Regions from separate parts of the Mus musculus genome. Here region 1 is linked to region 2. The links are chromatin contacts, called in public Hi-C maps. All regions are on one chromosome and are shown on one strand. Each heading gives the region's core, a stretch centred on a gene start, on an enhancer-like site or on the middle of the called end of the contact. The rest is flanking DNA. Distances are from core to core; before and after follow the strand shown. Region 1 holds the start of Fam161b (family with sequence similarity 161, member B). Region 2 holds the start of Zfyve1 (zinc finger, FYVE domain containing 1).

What was found. A called contact is a pair of places that touch in the nucleus more often than the background predicts.
Region 1: a Hi-C map of B cells shows a contact between it and region 2, with 11 read pairs. The contact joins the promoter of Fam161b here to the promoter of Zfyve1 in region 2. A contact is called at or near these places in 1 of 484 Hi-C or Micro-C datasets (B cells) and 1 of 9 other capture datasets (adipose tissue).

The regions. Positions count from the first base shown.
Region 1 is chr12:84,360,033-84,363,942 of GRCm38.p6, forward strand. It overlaps Fam161b (family with sequence similarity 161, member B), which reads right to left and starts at 1,796. Exons shown (of 9, transcript NM_001358283.1): 1 at 1,660-1,796. The coding sequence starts at 1,713. Coq6 (coenzyme Q6 monooxygenase) reads left to right here and starts at 1,936. Exons shown (of 12, transcript NM_172582.3): 1 at 1,936-2,205. The coding sequence starts at 2,019.
Region 2 is chr12:83,594,945-83,598,871 of GRCm38.p6, forward strand. It overlaps Zfyve1 (zinc finger, FYVE domain containing 1), which reads right to left and starts at 2,278. Exons shown (of 12, transcript NM_183154.4): 1 at 2,053-2,278; 2 at 1-378.

The sequences.
Region 1 (3,910 bases), core at 546-3,045, 760 kb after region 2:
CTGTGGAGAGCACTTACCTAGAATGCACAGGACCCTGGACTCAGTCCTCAGTACCATAAAAATAGAAAAATAAAAGTATGGAGTATTAGCCAGGCAGTGGTGGCGCATGCCTTTAATCCCAGAACTTGGGAGGCAGAGGTAGGCGGATTTCTGAGTTCGAGGCCAGCCTGGTCTACAGAGGGAGTTCCAGGACAGTCAGGGCTAAACAGAGAAACCCTGTCTCGAAAAAACAAAAAAAAAGTATGGAGTATTGTTTCTACTGAGCGCATGCTTGTCCATCATTATAGTGTGGAGAGCAATCTGAACCACTGAGGTTGGGGGTGTCTGACTTTGAGTGTTAGGGTGATTTTTATTGTCTCAGTTGAGTCTTGTAGTGATAGAGGGAAGGTGGTGTGGCTGGAGGACAGTGGCCTGAGATGTCCTTAGAGTGGTAGGTACAAGGCCACCAGTGGACTATTGATGATTAGTGGCAATTGGAGCAGTCCATCTGAGTTAGAGATAAGTGTGTGCTCTAACCCTAGCTCTGCTGCTGAAGAACATGTGATCTAGAGCAAAACTCTCTCCTTCCCCTGCCCCTCTCTCTCTGTTGTGACAGGGTCAAAGGGCGACCTTGAACTCCTTATCCTTCTGCTTTAGTAATTTGAGTTGTTGGGATTACAAGTTTGAGCCATAATGCTGGCTCTTTCGTTTTAAAAACAACTTTATTGAAACACAATGTCCATAGTGTACAAGTGAGCCATTCAAAGCGTACTCTCCTCCAGTTTCTAAAACAGCCAGGGTCATCTAGCAATCACAGTAGAAGTCAGACCATTTTCACCATTCCTCTAAAGCAGTGTCCTCAACTGTTCTAATGCATCGACCCTTTAATACAGTGTTTCATGTGGTGGTGAGCCCCAACCATAGTCATTTTCATTGTTAATACTGTAATTTTGCTACTGTTATGAATTGTAAGGTAAATATCTGATATGCAGGATGATCTTAGGTGAAACAGATTGAGAATCTCTGCTCTGAAGCACCAGTGTAGCATTTAATTGTCACTTATATCCCTTAACCCTCCCACATCTTCCTCTCAACCTGTCAGCCCTAGGCAACTACCAGCCTACTTTCTGTTTTCAGAGATTTCGGGGCAAATTGCTTAACCCATCTCTTTTCTTTTCTAGAAAATGGGTTTGAGAGGATACAACACATTAAACACATTCAGTTTAATGAATTTTAATATATTTGAAGAGCTGCGTTTCGGTGCGTTTTCCTTACTCTAAAACGACAACAAAAACCTTGGAAGCTTTTAGAAGTCTCTCCTCACCTCCTCAGCCCTTTTAGAAGTCTCTCCCTGTTTCTCCTCACCTCAGCCCCATGCAATGACGCGCCCCCTAGATTTGCCTTTTCTGGATAATCATATTAAGATAGAGATCGCTTTTAAGATTTTCAAGGTTAATTCGTGGTTTGTTATTAGTACGATTCCTGATATCAGAGCCTGGTACAAGACACAAAAGACCCACGTCCCCCAAGACTGGTTCTCTAAGTGCCCAAGCGCTGCCAATTTTAATTCTTCGCCCTTTGATGACACGCCCCTGACTCTGTCTCCACGGCAACGCTAAACAGTTTCCACTCTTGAGGATTCCTTGCTGAGGCATCCGACTTCCTCCTTTCTCCACTCACCTCACGGCTCCACTCGGCGCACTCAGGACCTCCCGCAGTCCTCCCCACAGTCATCTTCCTAACTAGAGAGAGAGAGAAGCAGAGGTGAAAGCAGCAGTGACAACCGTGACAGCGGCGCCGGCGGTTAGGTACTGCTAGCCACGCCCCTTCATGGCTTTAGCCTTGGATTGGCTTCCAGTCTTTAGTCTGTTCCGCCCAATGAGGCAAGAGCGTCTTCTGATTGGATAATTTTCTTCAACTATTTTATTTCCGGTTTTGAAGACAGGGCTAAAACCACACAAGGTTGACGACTGCCCCGGAAGCACTTTCCAGGACCTATCAGGGAGAAGTCCCGGGCGCGGGCGCAGGCAGGAGTCATTATGGCGGCCCGCATTGGCTCCATGGCAGGCTTGCTCTGCGTTCGCTGGTGGAGTTCCGCGCAGCTCGCAGCCAGAGGAGGCCCGCTAGTTGCCAGCCAGCGATGGGCGGGCTCCTCGGCAGACACCGTGTACGACGTGGTGGTGTCAGGAGGAGGCCTAGTGGGCTCTGCCATGGCTTGTGCCTTAGGTAGGTGCATCTCGACCGCGGGCTGGAGGATCTGGGCTGTGGAGGGACGGTACTCACAGTGGAGGTCGGGACGCTGTCCAGACACCTAACGTGCCTGACCTGGTGCTTTGCTCACTGTCCTTCCAGGGGAGTCCTCGGGAATGGCATGGGTTCTGCGGGATCACAAGTGGGCGGGCCTTTCTAAGTCAGTCTGACCCTTGAGAACTGTCCAGGATTGTTTATGAGCACCTCGAGAGGCATCGGGCTTTGTAGTATCGGATGGTAGATCGGATTGACCTCGAAATCACAGAGATCATCTTCCTCAGTCTTCTGAGTGCTGGGATTAAGGCCCGCGCCCCCACTCCTGGTCTTAAAGCTGCTTTATTAAGATAACATTCATCTAGTTATAAGTGCTCCCACTTAAAGCGTACAGTCCAATGAGTTTTTAGTATTTTTGCAGAGCTATTCAGTACCTACAATAAGTTTTATTACCGTTTCCTTACTTTATAAAAAACCAAAAAGCAAAAAAATAAAAAAAGACTTGGAATTCATTAGATGTCACTCTCCACACTTCTGCTCACCTTCTCAGCCCTACAGACTCTCCTACTTTCTGTCTATAGATTTACCTTTTCCGGATAGTTCTATGTAGTTGGAGATATACTCTGTTTTAAAGGTTAATCCAGGTTGGAGTCTGTATCAGACAGCTTTTGTTTTGAGAGCTGATGCCATCCTCAATTGTGTTGAAAGTATGCTTGGTTTTCACTTTTGGCCTGTAAAGGAATGATGCTAGTAGGGACATTCTGTGTGCAAACTTTGGTGTGAACAGTGTTGATCATCTCGAGGCTATTCTCTAGTGAAATCTCTGGGTTATGTGGCAATGCTGATGTTTTGAAGACCTGCCAGACTTTGAGAGAGTGCCCCAGTTTATGTTATCATTGACAGTAGATGAATGCTCAGGTTTCTCCTGACCCTGACAGCACTATCTGCTGCCTTTTTTCTTTGTCCTCTGAAGTTCGTAGGAAGTGGCTTGTGTTTATATTTCCCTAATGACCAATGGTGTGGAATATATTTACCAAGTGCTGGCATGATGTAGCACCGTTTCTGGGCCCTTCGAAACTTTAGCATTCACATTTTGGTGGCTCGCTCTTGTGTTAGGTTTGTGTGTATGTTTTCCTTTGTACTGCATCCTTCTCTCGCTCTTTTCTGAGCGTCACGGGGAAGGAAGACAGCAGCTCTTTTACTAACGTTCACACACAATTCTGTTTTGTTATTGTTTGCTTTTCTGTCTAGCAAAGTATTATATTTTAAAACTCAGGAGTGACTGTTAAAATCATGGTAGTAAAAAGCATGGTGTTTTTTGCAGGAGGATCAGAAGTTCAAAGCCATCCTTGGGTTACATAGAATGCAAAACTCCCAAAACAAACAAAAATATGTGACTAAGGTATTTCCAATAGTCTTTTTGTTTGTTTGTTTGTTTAAAATAAGGTGCTGTGTAATCTTTGCTGGTGTGGACCTTTAACTGATCCCGCTGTCTCTGCCTCCCAAATGCTGGGCTCCCAAGCACAGGCTGTTACTCCCGAGTTATAAAGGCGCTTACTGACTTTCCCCCTTCAGTCCCCTGTTTTCCATAATTCTTCCTAAAACTCACAACTAATTGTTGTTTTAGGCTTGAGTTTCCCTCTGACATTTGAGTTTGGGAACAGTTCCCTGCATAATTGCACAGTTG
Region 2 (3,927 bases), core at 1,028-3,527:
AGGAAGACAAATGCTTTGAGGCTGAAGGTGGCTAGCACTTCACAGGGTTCTGAGCCCTTTAAAAAAGAAAACCTGACTGGCTTAGGATTTTCACACGCTCACAAATGTTCAGATTTTTAATTCTCTGCCTCCCAGTCTCTTGTATCAGCAGCAGCAGCAGTGTCCACTGAATTTGATGGTCTCATCCTCTGCAAAGTGCAAAGAAATATGTGGTGGAAGTGAACTTGACAGAGTCTCTGCCACACGCTGAGGGGTCTGCTGGGTTCACAAAGGTCAGCTCATTGGTTTGGGTCTCAGCTACAAAGTCAGAGTGATGACAGAAGGTGGTGAGGAGCTGTTCGATTTACTTGGACCTCAAGCCAATGTTTCAAGGGCTACCTAGAGCAGAAAAAGAAGATTTTACTCATCTGGGGAAAAAAACCAGAAGTGTACCTTAAACTGAGCAAACAAAAAGGAGCACCTAATTGCTAGGCCAAACCCAGAGAGAACCCTCATTCTTGCTTATAAAACTTACAGTGGCTTCTTCTAGGACTAGAAATGTCATCTCAAAATCATGGCTAAGGATCTCCCTTCTGAAATCAACTGCCATGCTGGGTATGGTGGTAAATCCTAGCACTCAAAAGGCTGAAGCCTGCCAGCCTGGTCTACAGAGTGAGTTCCAGGACAACCAGGACTACACAGAGAAACCCTGTCTCGAAAAACCAAAAAAAGAAAAAAGAAAGAAAAAAAAAAAAAAAAAAAAAGGCTGAAGCCTGGCTACTAAACTAACTACAAAAACCAGCCTAGAGGCTCCTGCACAAGGGAGGCAGAGGCAGGTGGATCTCTGTGAGTTCCAGGCCAGCCAGGGCTACACAGAGAAGCCCTGTCTCAAATATGTGTAACAACAAAACACTTCTAGACCCAGAGCTTCTTAAAGATTTTGCTGGTTTGTTGGTAAAATGCTCTTCTCATTTCATTAAGCTCTGATTCAAAATCACTAAACAGACAGCTTTTAGGAGGCTAAGCCCTCTGCACCTGCTCCTTATATATGAGAAATGGAAAAGGAGGTCTGTAAAAAGCTAAGAAAAATATTGTAACAATAAATTCACACCACCCTCAAAGACCTCTACAAACCCAATTATCCTTATAAAATGGACTCTCTCAGCTCTAGTCGAGCAAAGGTCTAGTAAGGACTCTAAAATTGACAACAATAGTCCCAACTTCATTTTCAAAAACAGTAAGACAACTACTGAGCTTCCTCCTGTGCCTCCTCTCTACAGAGGAAGAGAACCGGCAGCAACAGGAGGCAGAATTCCAGCACTTAGGCGCACAGTAGAGCCAGGCCCTACAGTGAGTCAAAACAACTCATTTTCTCTTGTCACTCAAACACTTAAAACAAAACAAACCAAGTCAAAAACTTGGGAAGACAGGAAAGGGGGTTTTGGGTCACTAACGTAACTACACTCCTAATTCTCCCTACCTTTGCCTCCTATTCCAAGAGCACAACCAAGTGTAAAGTCCTCCTTTCAGATATTCACTCCTCCCTTTCAGTAGCCAATCTATCCATCTGATCTTCAGATAAACAAGGCAAGGGAGTAACCAGGGGACCTTATTTTCACCTTAACCTCAGACGTGTCCAGTCAGCTCCCAAAAGGGAAACAAAAATCAAAACTTGTCACTACTAAGAAAAACAGAAAACCAACCTTCAAAAGAACAGCTGACCCTCACCACCACCAGGCCAAGCAAACAATATGCCACTCGGAGCAAACCCCCCCCCCCCAAACCTCGACGCCTCTCTCCAATCCAGGGTCCCTCACCCACCTTGCTCCCGGACACCACCACCACAACCCAAGGGGTGGCAGCGGAGACGAAGAACAAAGAAGGCCCCCCAAATTTCACACAAACCCGCACATCCCGGAGCCGAATCCATTGTTTATGCCACCCCACCCCCACTCGAGCCGCACCCGTCCCCCCTTCCTCCTAGGAGCGACTGGAGGGAGCCCCGGGACCAGCACTCGCCCGGGGCTGGGCCAAGGCGCCCCCGCCCTCTCCGCCGCGGCCCACAGAGCCCACCCGGAGCAGTTCGGCCAAGGCAAGGCGGTGTGGGGGACGCGGATTGCCGACAGGACCCGGGCTGCTCTAGGGCCCCGGCGGATCCATCCTCAGCTCCATCTCCGCCCCCTCCTCCTCTGCTGCCTCCCAGGCTTCCTCCTCTCTTGTTGTCAGTTGGAATCAGCTGATCAGAGTGAACTTCTCCCAGCTCAGACCAACAGGAAGGCATGAACAGCGCAGCCCAGCTAGGGAGGAGCGGCCAGGGGCGGAGCGCGACGACGGGGAGCGGGAAGGGCGCTTGCGGCCTTTTGGGAGTTGTAGTTTTGGGGGGATTGTCGTTCTGCCCTACAGCCCTGAAATACAAGCTCCACATGACTACAATTCCCGATGGAAGCATCGTCGTTGCGAATAGGCGGGACAGACAAGCCTGAAAGCATTTCGGGACTTAGAGTCTCGGCCGGGGCTGAGGTTTTTGCAGGTTGCAGCGACTAGTTTAGGGCAGTGGCCCGGGAAGGAGTATTGTAAATTAAACAAAAGATATGATGTTCTATATAACCAGGAAATGGCACGGCACATTATTATTGTACATCTTTCCTTCAGAAATGCTCAAAGTGGAAAAATACCAGTAAACATTGAGAGGATATTACTATGCTTGAGGCTGTTTTGTTTTCCCTTCAAAGTTAATCAACTGTTAATTTTGTTCCAGCCTTATTCCTTTTCTGCCTTTTTCCATACATAGACATCATAACTTCTAATTTTTATATTGTGCAGAATAGTTACAGTACACACTCCAATAAAATTTAAGATAACAGTGTCTGTAATACTATTGTCTGATTTTTTTAATAATAGCTTTATATTTGTTTAGTACTTTCACTTTTTTCTCATTTATTTCTTGAGACAATATTGAGAGAAAATACAATGCATGGAAAAGATACTGGTCTGTAATGCCTAGGAAAACTAACTACATAGGTTGGTAGGGTAAATCACTCAGTCCTTCCATAAAATAAAGGAATTTTGCTGTGTAATTTCTGATGGCTCTGCCAATCTTAACATATGATTTTTATCTTGATAATGGTTAACCTGAGAGAGAAAACTAAGGTTAGGTTACTTGCCAAGGTACACAGCAAATTATTGACAACACTGGATAAGACCTCATCTTCTGATTCAAGAGGACACTCATAGATCTCAGGACATAATTAGATCAATAGTTAAGCCAAATCTACAAAATAGTGAATGAGCTATGTATACGGATTATATTGCTGAAAATTAACTCTTCATGACACAGAGCCAACAGCGGCAAACCTGGATGAACTTTTTATTTTTTTACCTGTACCACATCACCAACCAGGATAATAAGAACTAAGCCATCTACAATCACATTAAAAAGTGTTTACCAGAAATAAGATGGTGTATGGAGAAGAAGGGATTTTATAAAAGTTAAGCTAACAAGTTTTAAATAAGCCTGAGGTTGGTTGGCATGACAAAGGTTTTATCCCTAAGACTGCCTCTGTGGCTGTGTGTAGCTTTGCCAGATTATTTCATAACCTTGCTTATAAAGTAAATATATTGGTCTATGTGTGTCCCTCAAAAGAGATTGGCTGTCTGGCATACACAAGGCCCTGGGTTTGAGCCCCAGCACCATAAAAAATGGGGGTTTGATAGGAACAAACATTTAGCATTTTAAGTTTTATTTTGTGTGTGTGCATATGGGTGCTGGTACATATGCACATGAGTCAAGGGTGTGTTTAGGCCAGAGGTCAATCTTAGGCATTATTCCTTAAGAGCCATCCACCTTGTCTTGTTAGTTTTGGTTGGTTGGTTGGCTGGTTGGCTGGTTGGTTTGGGGTGTTTGTTTATTTGTTTGAGATCTCACTTAGCCTAGATGTTACCGAGATG